2 separate regions of the Mus musculus genome follow, and region 2 is linked to region 1. The links are chromatin contacts, called in public Hi-C maps. All regions are on one chromosome and are shown on one strand. The core of a region is the stretch at or near the end of the contact, and the rest is flanking DNA. Distances in the headings are between cores, read along the strand shown.

Region 1 (7,408 bases), core at 1,961-4,460:
TTCCAAGTGAATGGTTGCTATCATCAAACAACGATGAACTATAGAAGATCTGAATCCTCACCAGAAAAACAAAATGGATAAGAAAGAAACTTCTCGTGTTTTGTCTTTTCACTTCATTTGTGGATGTTAAACATCTCCTTGTTCATCCTTGAGTCAGATTCCAGTGCTGAATTTTGTTTTTGTAAAGGTTTAACTAGGCAGTCACTAACTGACCTTACTTTTCCTTACCCACTTCCCAGCAGCTTGTCTCAATACTGTTTTTGTACTTGTTAAGAACATAAAAGACTTGATTTGGTTTTGAATCGATATTTTAAAAGGAGCCAAGGAAAGAGCCCTGATGCCTACAGCTTTTAAGGCGAAGGTTGGAGGGCTGCTCAGGCTGACTTCTTACTGTCTTTGAAGGCATTGTTCTTAGCCTTGCTTGACAGCTTGGTCATATTTGAGTTTCCGGTTTCTCTTTTATCTGAGTGTACTGTTCTTTTTTCATGAGCTACAGGATAAAAGCCAAGCCAGGATCCAGAGGCTTGTGTCAGGTTTGAGACCTATACATGAGGTCATTCCAGGCAATACTGTGGCTGAGCCTGAGGCTTCAACTAGCAATAGTCGTTAAAAGCCAATCCAAAATAAGAAAGGAAGGAAGAAGGAAAGAAAAAGAAGGACTAGGCTCTTCGGAGACCATTTCTGTTCAGCATCCCCACAAGAAATAAAAGGAAGAGGCATAGAGCCATCACCTCTTCTGCGGGGGAAATGAAGCGACTGTTGAGAGAGTCTGAGGAGGAAATCATGCTGACGTTGGGACCTTCATCCAGCCTCTCCCCAGATAAGGTCAGGGCAGAGACTGTATGCAGTGTCAAGAGCAAGTCCACGGGTCCTACTGGATCCCTGCCAGAGGACAACTTCCCACTCCCTTGCTGTGACTCCACCACTAGTGGAGAAAGAGATGGGGACCTGCCCCAACTTTGTAGCTTTGAGCAGCAAGCCAATAACCAACCTTCTCTGGCCTCCACTGCCTGTGCTTCAGGATCTGACTCTCGGGAACTCTCACCTGCCAGTATAACAAACTGTTCAGATCCTTCAGAGAGAAACCAAGCCAGGCCCATTTTGCCTAGGGGTCCTGGCCAGAGATGTAGGTATGAACAGCAAGAGCCTCTGGGAGATGTAGTAGAATATATCATCAGAGAACTGCAAGGTATCAGTCGTCTTCAGTCTGAGATTGCTGAGCTGCAACAGCACTTGAACCAAGTCCAGGGCTCTGTGGATGAAGTGTCTAGCTGTGTAGATTCAGTACTGAGTGAAATAGAAGGCTTGCACGTAGGTAGCAGCTCCCTGGGCAAAGTGTGCAGTGGGGAAAAGGCTCAGGAACTCCATGTAGAAAGATCCAGAGAGGAAGCCATTCTTTATCTATATGGACTTCCTGAACATGATGGGGAAAACACTATGGAACTGGTGGACAACTTTCTAGCAAAGCACCTCTGTGTTAATGGCATGCAGTGCAACAGGTATATCCAAGAGGCATACAGAACAGGCACAGCTCCTGCCCCCCGGCCTACTGTGGTGAAACTTGTCCATCTAGAGCACAGAGACCTCATCTTGCAAAAATCCATCCTCTTGCAGAGTGTGGGGGTCAGGGTTGCTACCAGAGAGGAACCAGTGTGGTCAGAAGGGTGTGAGGATCCCCCAAAGGAGTCTTTATCATGCTTGCAACAACTTCAAGACCACAGTTGGAACTCTTTAAATCAGGATAAACCAGCTCTTCGGCTAGAAACAGGGAACAGAAAACAAATGACAGAACCACACCAGATAAGGACTCAGAATCAACAAAGAGGACCCCAGGCTTCTGAGCATCAGGGCCCTCGTTTACTACCAAAGGATGGCTTAGCAAAACAGAGTGATGTGTCTAAGTTGCAGGAGGAAGTAAAAGGAACATCAGGAGCATCCTGGGTAACCAGTGATTGTTGTGGTGAACTTTCTCTCCTCCATCCACTTGAGGGGTCTTCCTCAGTGTTAATCTCAAAAGAGGAAGATTGTGAAAAATTACAGATTTTCAAACAGGGCAGACAAGAACATGAGGCATGTAAGGTGACAAAGCTACAAAGTGATTGCAGCAATTCAATTAAGGACAGCAGTTGCCTTTCACTGTCTGGACCACTGAAAGCAGATATGGTAAACACAGAGGACAAGATGCTAGGCTGTGAAGCTGGACTTGATATTCTGAGCCCAAAGCAGCTGGAGGACCTTTTGGCAGACAAGTCTAGAAGGTTTGCGACTCTGAGTCCTGACAGCACGATGGAGGAAGTGATCATAGGGCCTGAGACTTTGAGTAACATGGTTCATATTGACCTGAATGAAGAAGAGAACTGTACTGCCCAGGTTCTTAAGGATGTCTTTGATAAGTCCTCACGTGTTCTGGCTGACTCCCAGGAGGATGAAGATGTAGAAATTAAATTCCACACAACTAAGCTGAGTCGAGCAATCCAGCACTTTCGTTTGGCTCTGCAGGGGGTATTTCAGAAGCTGGAGAACAATGGGTCCATCAGTCCTGAGGACCTGGAAAGCAACGAGAGTGGTTCCCAGTCAGAGAACAGTGATAGACTTCTTTGGACAGTAAGTTCAGGAGGTGCCCACGATTGTTCAGTGGAGAGTCCAGCAAGTCAGGGAAGTGAGAGCTTGCTCAGTGTGGTTTCTGGTGGAGTAGGCATCTCTATACAGGGTGATCAGACATCTCAAGCACCAAGCAACTTCTCTCTTGCTTCTAACAACTCACCTTTTGCAAACTCACTGCTCAGTTTCCCTCTCGCCCCATGTCTGGGAAGCGAGACTTGTTCCAGGCCTGACTCTCCTAATCAAGGCAAACTGAGTTTAGAACAAGTATGTGCAGAGACCATTTACCTTAACAAATGCATCAACAATTTTAAAAACGTTCTAAGAGAGAAAAGACTGAGGCAGAAAAAACTTTTGCAAGAGCTAGTACAGACGGCAAGCCATCTTTCAGTAGAAGACATCCCCTCAGGTACTCTTGAGTGTCTGTGTAATGTGGCTCGCTATGGCATTCAGCTGCATTGTGGCAGGCTTAACAAAGCAATGGGGTTGGTTCATATCTTGAATCGGTGTAGATTATTTTAATACAGACTTAAATCTTTGGGAAATAGAAGGAAAGAGGGTGCTAAGGTTAGGAGGGAGGTTTTAGTTTCTGTCCTTAAGCCATTTCCAGTCTTTTTGGGAAGTAGCCTTTCAAAAGAGGAAGGACCATTTGGGTCACAGTAGACTGTAGATTAGATGTGGGAAGCAAGATTGAGAAATAAAGCACATTTATTCTGTCTCACAGGGACAGAATTTTATGTTCCATTTTTAAATGCCTTTTCATGGTCTTCTTTGAAAGATTCCCATCTCCCTAGTAGTTGATGGTATTTCTCCATGGTCACTTGAATTTCCTTACCTCTGCCTCTACTTGTCTAGATCCTAGTTCTGGCCCTACACTGAGCCTTACTTCTGAGTCAGAGCACCTAGGAGCTGCCTACTTAGCAGTGCTGACCTGACCCTGTCTGAAGGCCCAGCTGCCTTCCGTGGGCCATACTCCCCTTCTGCCTTCCCTAGCTACCTGAGAACCAAAACAAAATGTTAATTTTAACTGCAGGAAATAAAAGACTTTGTTTCTAGGCAGTATGGAAATCTGTAGTTTTACATTTTCTTCTCCCAATCAAAATTAAATTTATCCAAAGAGCATATGCTATATTTATCCAATTTTAAATGTAAATGGGGTTATCCTCTTTTGCATATAACCTGATTAGGTTTCCCAAGACAAAATTAAAATGAAGAAATATATCTTACTAGCAGAAGTGTAAGATAAGAAACATATCTTACTGGCAGAAGTGTAAGGGATCAGGTGCTCATACAATGTTGATGGGATACGATGAGATGGTATAACTTCTAAGGAAAGCATTTGAGAAAATGTATCAGGGTTATAAATATATGCACCTTTAGAGTCCTCAGCCTTGCTTCCAGGAATGTATCCTGCAGACATATTTCTACATGCGGAAGTGGCATATGTACAAGGTTATTTTTGAAGTATTGTTTTTAATAGTAAGGAGTGAAAAACAACCTAAATGTCCTTTAACTATATGATGAAATAAAATTCTGGCACAAACAAACAATGGAATGCAGTTCCATGGAGCTATAAAAAGCTGGGGTAGCTCTTTATTCAAATGGAAAGCTACCTAATCTTTGTCTACCTAAAAACCAGCATAGTGCGGAATGGTGTGTGTGAGATGCTTCCATTCTATAAAAAGAAAGAAACACATCCCCTTAGGCTGTGTGATGACGCACGCCTTTAATCAGAGCACTCGGGAGGCAGAGGCAGCGGATTTCTGAGTTCAAGGCCAGCCTGGTCTACAGAGTGAGTTCCAGGACAGCCAGGGCTATACAGAGAAACCCTGTCTCGAAAAACCAAAAATAAAAAGAAAGAAAGAAAGAAAGAAAGAAAGAAAGAAAGAAAGAAAGAAAGAAAGAAAGAAAGAAAGAAAGAAAGAAAGACAGACAAGGAAGGAAGGAAGACAAGGAAGGAAGGAAGGAAGAAAAGATACTTGAGAAACTGGTTTAGTCATGTATTACTTGACAGAAATACAGCCTGAGAAATGCACTATTGGAAACCTCCTCACTGTGTGAGCATTAAAGTATATACACACAAACCTAGATGGTATATAGTCTACAGTAGACCAAGGTCATGTGACATAAACGTTGTTATATGTATGCTGTAGTTCACTTGAATGGTACGTAGCAGATGACCATATATGATTCTCCATGGGAGATAGACTATTGGGTAAAATACTAGTGAAATGGGATGGAGGTGTTTTTAATTTTTTTTAAAATACTGTATACCTCTTCAATATTTAAGGACTTAAATAATACTAATGGTAATACCAAGTCATAAAATTCAACTTAGAAAGTAAAAACTGGAAACCATGTCACTCTCTTTTCAAATCTCCCTGGAGCCATTCCTGATAGCTTAAATATGTGTAAAACAATCCAAATTCCTTTACTTGTCATTCAAGGCTGCTTCAGCTGTCTCTGGTTTATATTGTCAGGTTTGTCTTCTCCTGTTCACTGAACCCCTCCTCAAAGAAACTGCTGTCTTACAGTTTGCCTTGCTGTTTCTGTTTTCAGCATATTAGTGATCATATGCTTCCTTCCAACCTGAGCAAGGCCCTGCGTGTGCCATGCCAGCCGACTGCATTTACTCATTCTTTAACAGCCCAAACACCTCTTCCTTCTGTAATTCACCTGCTGTAAGGGATTTCTCTTTCTCTTTACTCCGAGGCCAGTTTTCCCCCTCCGTGAACATCCAGAAATTACTTCTTTGTAGCAGCAAAAGAAACATTGTGTGGTCAAAGCAGTCTATCCTTACAAAGTCCTTAAAGCTTAAAGGAGAAAGGCTGGGTCAGAAAGCCCTGAGATGAGGGCCACACTTTAACCTGTCTTTAATCCTTCTCCTCATGAGTCAGTCAGCACCGTGGCACAACTGGTAGTCATTTTCTTATTTTTATTATGGAAGCTTTTAATGTTGTAATTATATAACATAAAATTGCCCTTACATCCATTAAAAGGTAGTCTTGCATTTTTTATTGTTTGTTTACATACTCACATAATTATAAGACCATCAATTATCTAATAGGAGAACATTTCCAACATCTTAAGAATCTCCATTAGCAACCACTCTCCCACCCCTCTGCCTTAGCCTCCAACATCACTAGTCTACTTTGTTTCTGTAAATTTGTGTTCTGCATACTTTCCATAAAAGAGTTCATATAATAGACATTTTGTATATATTTATTTAGCCTGCTTTTTAGTCTTACCAGTGGTATTGCTTCATTTCTATTCTGTGACTGAGTAATACTTACAGGGGATATTTGGTTGGTGGTCGTTTGGAGGATTGTTACCACTTGTTGCTCTAAAGAACAATGCTGCTATGAACACTGGAGTTGCGTATCAGTTAGTCTATATATTTTTGTTGTTGCTTTTCTTTCTGAATCAGTACCCAGGCTGCTAGGATTATAGTTGACTGTACCATGTCCACATTGGACCTGTTTTCTATTCTCTTGGATATTTACTCAGAAGTAGAATTGCTGTTTCCTGTGATAATTCTGTTTGACAAGGTAGGGAATTATCAAACCGTTTCCTAGTGTGCTTACATTTTTATATATCTCCAACAGAAACATAGAGTTTTAATTTCAGACCAGCACTGGCTAGAATATTTGTCCTTTTGATCACTCTAGTGGTTGTGAAGTAGTTTCTCAATGAAGTTTGTTTTGATTTGCATTTTCATAGTGTCTAATGTTATTAAACATTTTCCCATGTGTTTATTGGTCCTTTTATATTATTACTAGAGTAATGTGCATTTAAACTTTTGGCACACTTAAAAATTGTTTGCTAAAAAAGAATTGTTTGCTTATTTGTTTGTAAGTTGTTTATAAGCTATTTGTATGTTCTGGATATAAGTGCATAGATTGCTTGTAAATATTTTGTCAGATTTTATGTGTTGTTCATTTTCCTGATGTCTAGGGAACATAATTTTTTATAAAAATTATATTACTTTATTATTAAAAAGTTTTACTATGGTGAAATATGTGTAACAAAAATTTTAACCACTTTAAACTGTAAATTCTGCATATTCACATTATATAACCGTCACTACATCTAAGTGCTTTTTCTAGCTCTGAAACCTTGAAATACTAACTGTCCATTCTACCTCCCTTAGTGTATAAACTTTGTTTCTGTGAACCCACTGCTTTAGTGAATGAAATGGTGAATGTATGTAAGTAGAATCAAGTGATGTTTATTCTTTGAGGGTGGCTTTTTGTTTGGCCTCATGTCCTCCAGGTTCACCCATGTGTCAACATTTTCTCTCAAGCAGTGTGCCCCTGCATGTATACATTACGTTTTCACCCATCTGTCTGCCTGTTGTGATCAGTTGGGTGGCACCTCCTGTTGGCTGTGGTGAACAGTGCTGCTCTGAGCATAGGTAGATGGCGTGTATTGAGTCCCTGCTCTCATTTCTTATGGGTATGTGTTCTGAGGTGGGATTACTGTGTCAGGCATCATCTTCCACTATGACTCTCTAGTCCTTATTTTTTGTGACGGGATCCCTTCTCAAGCCCCCACTAAAACATATAGTAAGGAGTCAGAGTGAGAAATGTCCAGTGCAGCTTTGACAAAAGTCCTAAGGCCATTAAGGAGAGAAGAGTAAAATAAATCATGACAGACAGCTTGACATGCACAATGCACAAGAGTTGAGGTTGAACCCCGACTAGCACAAAACAACTCCAAGGCTATATTTTTAACTGAATTAAAAGAAAAAACAACTTCAATTGGGTCACAAACCTAAGTATATAAACCTAAATCAATAAAATTCTTT
Region 2 (7,408 bases), core at 2,184-4,683, 200 kb after region 1:
GAGGGATTCGAGAGCTAGAGCTGACGGTAAGGAACTCGGAGAACACAGCGATGTGTATATGCATTTGTTCCGAACCAGCCTGGGCCTCTCTTTCTGGTCCAGCACATGTGCTGTCCCGGGGTAGAGACAGGGAGAAGAGAGTGCCAGGTAGATAGATCACTAGGACTTGGAGACTGGTGTCCTGGGAAATGGTGACGCGATTACTGACAGAGACCAGTTGTAGACATGCAGGGATTTGCAGGGCTTAACGCATCTCAGGGACATGCCCAGCAGGGAAGCCACACTGGATAGAAGTGGCATTTGCTCTCTGATCATTGATGGTGATCCTGCACTGAAGAGACTGAACAGGTTGACATGTGCCTCCAGAGGCTGAGGCAGGAGAGTTGCTTGAGGGCGGGCGGCCAGGGTGAGCAACAAAATGAGACCACTTATGTAAGAAAAAAGCAGAGCAGAACTGAACCTTGACCGTTCCAGTCCACCATGGACTCCTAAGCCAGCAGCCATGGTTGATTCTATTTCGAGTGATTACTTTGTAGCAGGGTCTGTGCTGAAGCAGTGCTGGAGAGAGAATCTGTCCTCCTGGGATTCTAAGCAAGGACAGAACAAAAGGGAAGCAAGAAACCATGCAAAGTAGCAGTGTAAGGTGCAAGTAGCCCAGAAGATTATCTCTGCTAGTCTGGCGTGTTAGGGGGGGACTCAACGGTTTACATTTAAGCCTGGAAGAAAGATAAGGGTTAGGTTTTGTAGACTCTCTTCTAAGAACATTCTAGGCTCTCCCGTGATGTACAAAGCCACGCAGGCGCAGAGTCTGGCGCTTTCCAGGAACTGCAGTAGACTAATTTAGCAGAGCCTTGCCGGTGGGGGTGAACCACCGAAGGATTTTGATCAGGAGAGTGGCTGTGTTGGTATTGTTTGGTTTGGTTTTCTGTGTGCTTAATGGCACATTTTGAGTTGCACTTTAGAAAGCTCCTTGGTGGGTTGGGTGGGAGGTGTGGAGAAGTGTCTTCCGACAGGAGAGCCTGCCTTGTAGAGTGGGAGGTCACGGGGTTAGGAGCAGTAGTGGGCCTCTGTGGGTTCTAAGCACACTGCCTTACTTATTCGGTGATCTCTCACCCAGACGGGGCTATAGAGTGAGACCCTGCCAGGGAGGGCGGGAGGGAGGAGGGGTAGTTAAAAGTGGTCATCCATGAAGAATGTGTGGAATTACAAAGTAAACAGGAATAGAACCAGGGGATGGATAGTGTGACTTAAGGGCTGAGCAAAGCAACCCTCAAGGTTGGAGATGAAGCTGGGCTTGTCGGGCTCACCTGTAATTCTAGCATTTAGGAAGCGAAGGCTGAAAATTCAATCCGAAGTTTAAGATGGGACCAGCGAGGTGGCCCGGCGGGTAGAGGCCCTTGTGGTCGCAGCTGGGTGACCTGAGTTCAATCCTTAGAATTTACATGAAAGGACAGGACCCACCCTGCACAGTTGTCCTCTGACTCCCACACCTGTACGTGCACACACACAATGATCATTAAAATACATATTTCAGCCAGGCTCGGTAGCACACACCTTTAATCCCAGCACTCATGAGGCAAAGAGGCCTGGTAGACTTTTGTGATTTTTGAGGACAGCTTGTTCTACATAGCAAGTTCCAGACCAGCCAGGTCTATATTGTCTCAAAATGTTTAAATATTTTAAAGGGGGTCTGGAGAGGTGGCTTGGTGATTAAAGCACCTTGCCAGGTATCACAGTCACCACCCTCGAAACTGCAGATGCCACCAATACCTGGTAGCTGTGCAGCCTACCCATAATTCCAGGCTCAGGAGACAGAGACGGATGCCCAGAGCATGCTACAAAGACTGACCAGATCCAAGAGCTCTGGGTCTGAGGTAGATGGGTGATCAAGGATGAGTCTCAGTATCAACTTGGGGGCCTCCACAAATACTCACATGCATGCAAACGTGTGTACACACACAGAGACACCACATATCCAAGATAATGGAACAAAAGAAAAGGAGAGGAAAGAGGAAGAGACAGAGGAGAGAGCCAGCAGCCACTGAAGTGTTTTCACTAGACTCAAAAATTTAAAGAGCTTTTGATATTTTTAAAAATGTAAGCATTTTTCTTGGGTCAGCGAGATGGTTCAGCCAGTAAAGGCGTTTGCCAATAGGCTCTTTGATCCTAGAGTCTAAATGGGGGAAGGAAAAAATTAACCCATGATTTCCGCATGCCTCTTCCCATACACACACACGAAATAAGGTTTACTTTTTTTTTTAAACTATTTTGAAGCAGGGTCTTATGAATCCCAGGTTATCGTCAAACTGTGTAGCCAAGGACGACCTTGAGGCCGCTGCCTCTGCCTCCTGCTGGGACTACAGGAATGAACCTCTGGGTACGCTCAGCCCTTCGGACTGACCGGGCTTAGTACTGCCTTACTGGGCAGGCTCTCTACCAGAAGCGCTTCCTCCCCAGTCCCAGTGGGACTTCTCCGTCAGGGCAGCCTCCAGTGACGCTGTCACCCTCTTTCCCCTGATCCTGTGCACTCTTTTTAAAGCCAACAAATGAGTTGACAGTTGGTTGAATTTATGGATAGCCAAGGAAGAACCAGTTTGGACAGGACTGGAAGAAGCTGAGGCTCCTCCTGAGAACCTGAGCAGCAGGGTCGGCGGTTGAGAAAAGGGATCTTGCCAAATCTTGATAGAGCAAAATTAATCAGACCGAGGCCAGAGTGAAATTCGATTTGTAAAGTGTCCTTGAGTTGATTTGGGGCGAATAACAGATTGCAAAATGTGCATCAACCATTCCCAAATCCATGCCCAGAGGTAGATTCCAGCGGGGGTGGGGGGTTGCTTCCTTCCTTTGAACACAGAGCACTGACTGGCTGCCCCTGGGACTCTGGATGCTACCTTGTAAGAAGGAACCCAGGAACTGGGGCTGCTTCCCAGGTACACAGCACATGTGATCTTTATTCTCTGAGCAACAACCACAGATAAATTCATTTTTTCAAGAAAATCAGATTTATATAAGGTGATTTGAGGCAGAGGAGACTAGACTGAATCAGAAGTAGAGAGTCGTTCATTTAACTGTTCGGTTCCTGAGATGCGCCCAGACCCTAGAGACACAGCGACTGAGAGGATTTGGTCCCGACTTTTCTGGAAATCCTGTGAAGAGTAACAGGCAGCAAACACGTTAGAAAATTCTTCCCGACACTTTACAAAAAGGAAATGAAACTGGGTGAGAGGGCTGAGCAGGAAGGGACTGATGAAATCTCAGGCAGATCACAGCAGGGACGAGGCCCCAGGGCGTTAGTGACTAGGTATGATTAAGGACTGAGTGGTGGAGGTGTGTTGAGCACATCAAGGAAGACAGGCTGTCCTCTGAGAACTGGGGATGTCAGGGAGCATGAGTGAACACTTCTCTATGAGCCTGTGTACGCATCCCTCATGACTCCATGACGTGAGTAAGAAAGATGGCCCAGCAAACCCAGCCTGACATCACTGTGTGTGTAATGTGATGTGGTCAAGAACTTTGGCCCCAGAAGCCGACTCTGGTTTGGGCAACATTCTGTGCTCTGCTATTTCCCAGCTGAGTGACCTTAACTTGAGACAACAACTTAACTTAAATTTCCCTGATCTGTGTGTAGCAAGGTGGCTCAGACTTGTAACAAAGCCAGCACTTAGAAGCTGTGGCAGGAGCAGTCTTAGCCACGCAGCAAGTTCAAAGTCACTCTGAACTACATGAGACTCTGTCTCAAAAAACAAACACAAATAAGTTTCTTGATCTGTGGAGAAATGAATTCCTCCTGCTTCTTGTTGAGCCACGCCCAGGGCTTTAGGCCCTAGAAGAGTGTGTGGCGCCACCTTGTGTTCATTTAGATAGCTGCAGCATGAACGGTGTTTTATTGAGATAACAGTTCATTAACAAATACCGTGGCACCCTGCATTGTTCTGGACCTCAGTTTAGTTCTGGGACCTGTGATTTAAGGAACACTGACCTGAAACGTGGCTGGGAAAAAAATCCCAAGAGTTGGAAAATATCCCTCTTCAAAGAGAGCAGAGGTAGATTTTGAAGTTCTTAGGAGGGGATCATGGGAGAGATCAGGATTGGGAGCACATACAGGGAGCCGGGCAGTGGTGGCGCACGCCTTTAATCCCAGCACTTGGAAGGCAGAGGCAGGTGGATTTCTAAGTTCGAGGCCAGCCTGGGCTACAAAGTGAGTTCCAGGACAGCCAGGGCTACACAGAGAAACCCTGTCTCAAAAAACAAAATGAAGTTTGGCCGATTTGGCTACAAGTAAATACTTACTTGTCTTACTGCTGAATTTGCTCAAAATCGGAGTGGAGTGTGTGAGTGGAGACAGGGTGGTGGATGGGTAGAGAGAACTTGAAGTCAGCGACATCTTGGCACTGACTCTGACAGAAATGGAAGGTATCAGGAAAACCCGCGCAGAGCCCGTAGATGAAAAGAGTGTAGAAGCTTCCGGCGACACGGTTTAGGAACAATGTTTCTAGCCAGGCTGTTTTCGTTTAAAACGAAAGCAAAGCCCTTTCCACAGCAGGATGGTCAAGGGGAGCTAGATGCTGTGGGCCTGGGAGCCATCTGTGTGAAAGTCTGAAACACAGCTACCTTTGCCAGGGAGCACTTGCTCAGTGAGGTGAGCACGGAGCCTCCAAACATGCCTTGACACCTGCAGAGTTGAGAAAGTGGAGAGGCAGAAGGCATTCCCGGTCATAAAAAGCGCAGGGCAGGCTTACAGGGAGGAGCAGCGTCCCCTCCGCAAAGGAGGAACCTGCCTGTCCCTGTTCAGGGCCTGTAGCCCAGGCTAGCCCATTATCCCCATTGGGTATCACCGATCCTTGTGATTCTTCCTCCCGCTTGGGTTTCAGTGTCTCTCTGATTCAGTCCTTCTCCATCGCTGTTGCTACAGGGGGTGGCACCGAAAGCCGACCCGTCCTTCGCTACAGCAAGGAACAGAGGCCGACCACCCTACCGATCCAGCCGTTCGTGTTCCAACATCACTTCCCCAAGCAGCTGGCCAAGGCCCGGGCCCTGCACAGCCTCTCCCAGCTCTACAGCCTCTCTATGCCCTGCAGCCGCGCACAGCAGCCCGCCCCGCTGGTTATCTCTACTGCTCAAGGCCCAGCCCCAGCTCCCTCAGGAGAGCCGCAGCCATTCACATCGCAGGCCTCTGGCAGAGGCGCCAGAAACGCTGGGCCTGAACCAGAGACCTCGCGGCCATCGCCCCTGGGAAGCTACTCCCCAGTCCGGAGTGCCGGCCCCTTTGGGTCTAGCACCGACTCCTCTGCCTCTACCTCCTGCTCCCCGCCTCCAGAGCAGGGCACAGCAGCCGACAGTGTATCACCATGGAGCCATACCTGCCCTCCTACTGTGCGCCCTGCCACATCCCAGCAGCCACCGAAGGAGGACCAGAAGATTCCGACCTTGGCTGAGTACAGGCTTCATGGCACAGGAAGTTTACCCCCTCTGGGCTCCTGGAGATCTGGCTTCACCCGGGCAGAGAGTCTGGTTCGAGGAGGTGGCGAGGGCAGCATGGCCAACAGGCCCAACAATGGTACGAGCTTCATTCCAAGCAAGCCTACATCTCTTTTGGGTGGGTTCTTAACGCTCTCAGTGGGGGTCACGTCCACAGTGGCTGGAGGTGATTGACATGTTGGCCTAGCCCTAGCATTTTACACGGCCGCCTGGTAGCCATGAAATACTGGCTCCTTCTAACTATTTTCTCTCTCCTGCTTCCACTTCCAGCCAACCACCTGTCCCCTCAGGCCCTCAAGTGGCGGGAATACAGGAGGAAGAACCCATTAGGGCCACCTGGTTTGTCAGGAAGCCTAGATCGAAGGCCACCGGAAGCTCGGCTGGCCCGCAGGAACCCCATCTTTGAGTTCCCTGGTTCTTTCGGCACAACCAGCCATCTGAATTGCCGGCTGAATGGTACGTGACCAAGGTCCCCTGGTTGTACTCAGAGCAAGCTGAGAAGGGCCTGGCCAAGAGCTTCTCGGGATTTCTTTTTTTCTTCTTTCTAGGTCAGATTTCAAAGCCACTGTCGCTGACCTGTCCTGACCTGCAGGACCCCTTCTCCTTAACCGAGAAGCCTCCCGCTGAGTTCTGTCTGTCTCCCGATGGCAACTCGGAGGCCATATCCATCGACATACTTCAGAAAAAAGGTACATGGCCACACCCAGCCTGGTCCAGGGATCCTGCCATCCGAGCCTGTGGTGCCGGGTACCATGCTAGGAACTCCTTCAGAAGACTTGGGTGTTTAAAACCCCAAACACCAATAAGGAGCCCATGAGCATTAGGGCAAGAAGTTGAAGCTTGTGTAGTGTCTGAGTGAATGAGGGCCACGTATCAGGAACTTAAGAATCAGGCGTCAGCCCTTCCCTCACCAAATTAAGTACAATGAGAGAGGCTGGTACATAATTTAAAAATATTTCCTGGAGCCTGGCATGATAGTGTGTACCTTTAATCTACCACTTGGGAGGCAGACCCGGTAGATCTCTGAGTGCCAGGCCAGTTTGGTCTACCTAGTCAGTTCCAGGACAGCCAGAGCTACATAGTGAGACCATCTTTAAAGGATACACATAAGCAAACAGAGCCCCCAAGTACTCTAATTGAAGGCTGTAGTTGGAGCGACTCTGGGCAAGCATGTGGGTGACAGAAGACAAGAATTGGCAGGAGCATGCTGGTCAGTAGGTTAGTGACCAGTAGTCCAGGAGCTACTACAGGGTAAATAACCAAGTGGGCCAAGGGGCAGGAGCTTGGCCAAGAAGGCGGAGTTGCTTGTAGAGCCAAACAAAACGCAAAGGTCAGAGAGGGAAAGCTGTCCATGAAGAGAGCAGCCAACCCCCGGAAAAGGAAAGACCCACGAGAACCGTCGGTGGGGAGGGGCAACTTCCTCTTCCCCACTCAGGTGTCCGCCTCCACCAGGTGGGCTAGCATCTCCCCAAGGGGACCTGTGACAGCCACTTCTCCCTCACAGGGCTGGTAAAAGCTGTCAACACCGCTGTGGACCTTATTGTGGCCCATTTTGGCACGAGCCGGGATCCTGGCGTGAAGGTATGCTGACACTATCAAGAGCTGAGCTATGCCCTGCAGACTCGGCCGTCACCTCCCTCTGCTCTCGGGGACGGAATTCGGGGACAGAAATGGCCGGGGGACATCCAAGAGGGTCTGACTAAGCCAGACTAAGGTGAGGCTTCTCACGGTTGCCCTATGTATCCGCAGGCAAAGCTGGGCAACAGTTCTGTGAGCCCCAATGTCGGCCACCTGGTTCTGAAGTACTTGTGCCCTGCAGTCCAGGCCGTGCTCGAGGACGGACTCAAGGCCTTCGTACTGGATGTGATCATCGGCCAACGTAAAAACATGCCTTGGAGTGTGGTCGAGGCTTCCACACAGCTAGGTAGGT

Evidence for each region. A called contact is a pair of places that touch in the nucleus more often than the background predicts.
Region 2: a contact with region 1 is called in a Hi-C map of bone marrow-derived macrophages, with 28 read pairs. The contact joins two enhancer-like sites. A contact is called at or near these places in 15 of 39 promoter capture datasets (the 3T3-L1 cell line, the C10 cell line, the SN4741 cell line and 8 more), 1 of 484 Hi-C or Micro-C datasets (bone marrow-derived macrophages), 2 of 115 datasets of contacts at active chromatin or transcription factors (embryonic basal ganglia and embryonic stem cells) and 4 of 9 other capture datasets (adipose tissue, embryonic stem cells, liver and 1 more).

The regions. Positions count from the first base shown.
Region 1 is chr4:43,214,956-43,222,363 of GRCm38.p6, forward strand. The region is part of intron 11 of Unc13b (unc-13 homolog B); the gene reads left to right. Among named protein-coding and RNA genes, the nearest start is that of Gm25010, 17 kb to the left of the region's middle. Within about 2 kb of position 3,211, at least 10 of the 459 cell types and tissues checked have an H3K27ac peak or open chromatin away from gene starts, as enhancers often do. A contact at or near this core is called in bone marrow-derived macrophages, where this site is marked.
Region 2 is chr4:43,416,693-43,424,100 of GRCm38.p6, forward strand. It overlaps Rusc2 (RUN and SH3 domain containing 2), which reads left to right. Exons shown (of 12, transcript NM_199057.3): 2 at 1-26; 3 at 4,913-5,557; 4 at 5,749-5,934; 5 at 6,027-6,167; 6 at 6,983-7,059; 7 at 7,228-7,402. Among named protein-coding and RNA genes, the nearest start is that of Fam166b, 8.7 kb to the right of the region's middle. Within about 2 kb of position 3,434, at least 131 of the 459 cell types and tissues checked have an H3K27ac peak or open chromatin away from gene starts, as enhancers often do. A contact at or near this core is called in bone marrow-derived macrophages, where this site is marked.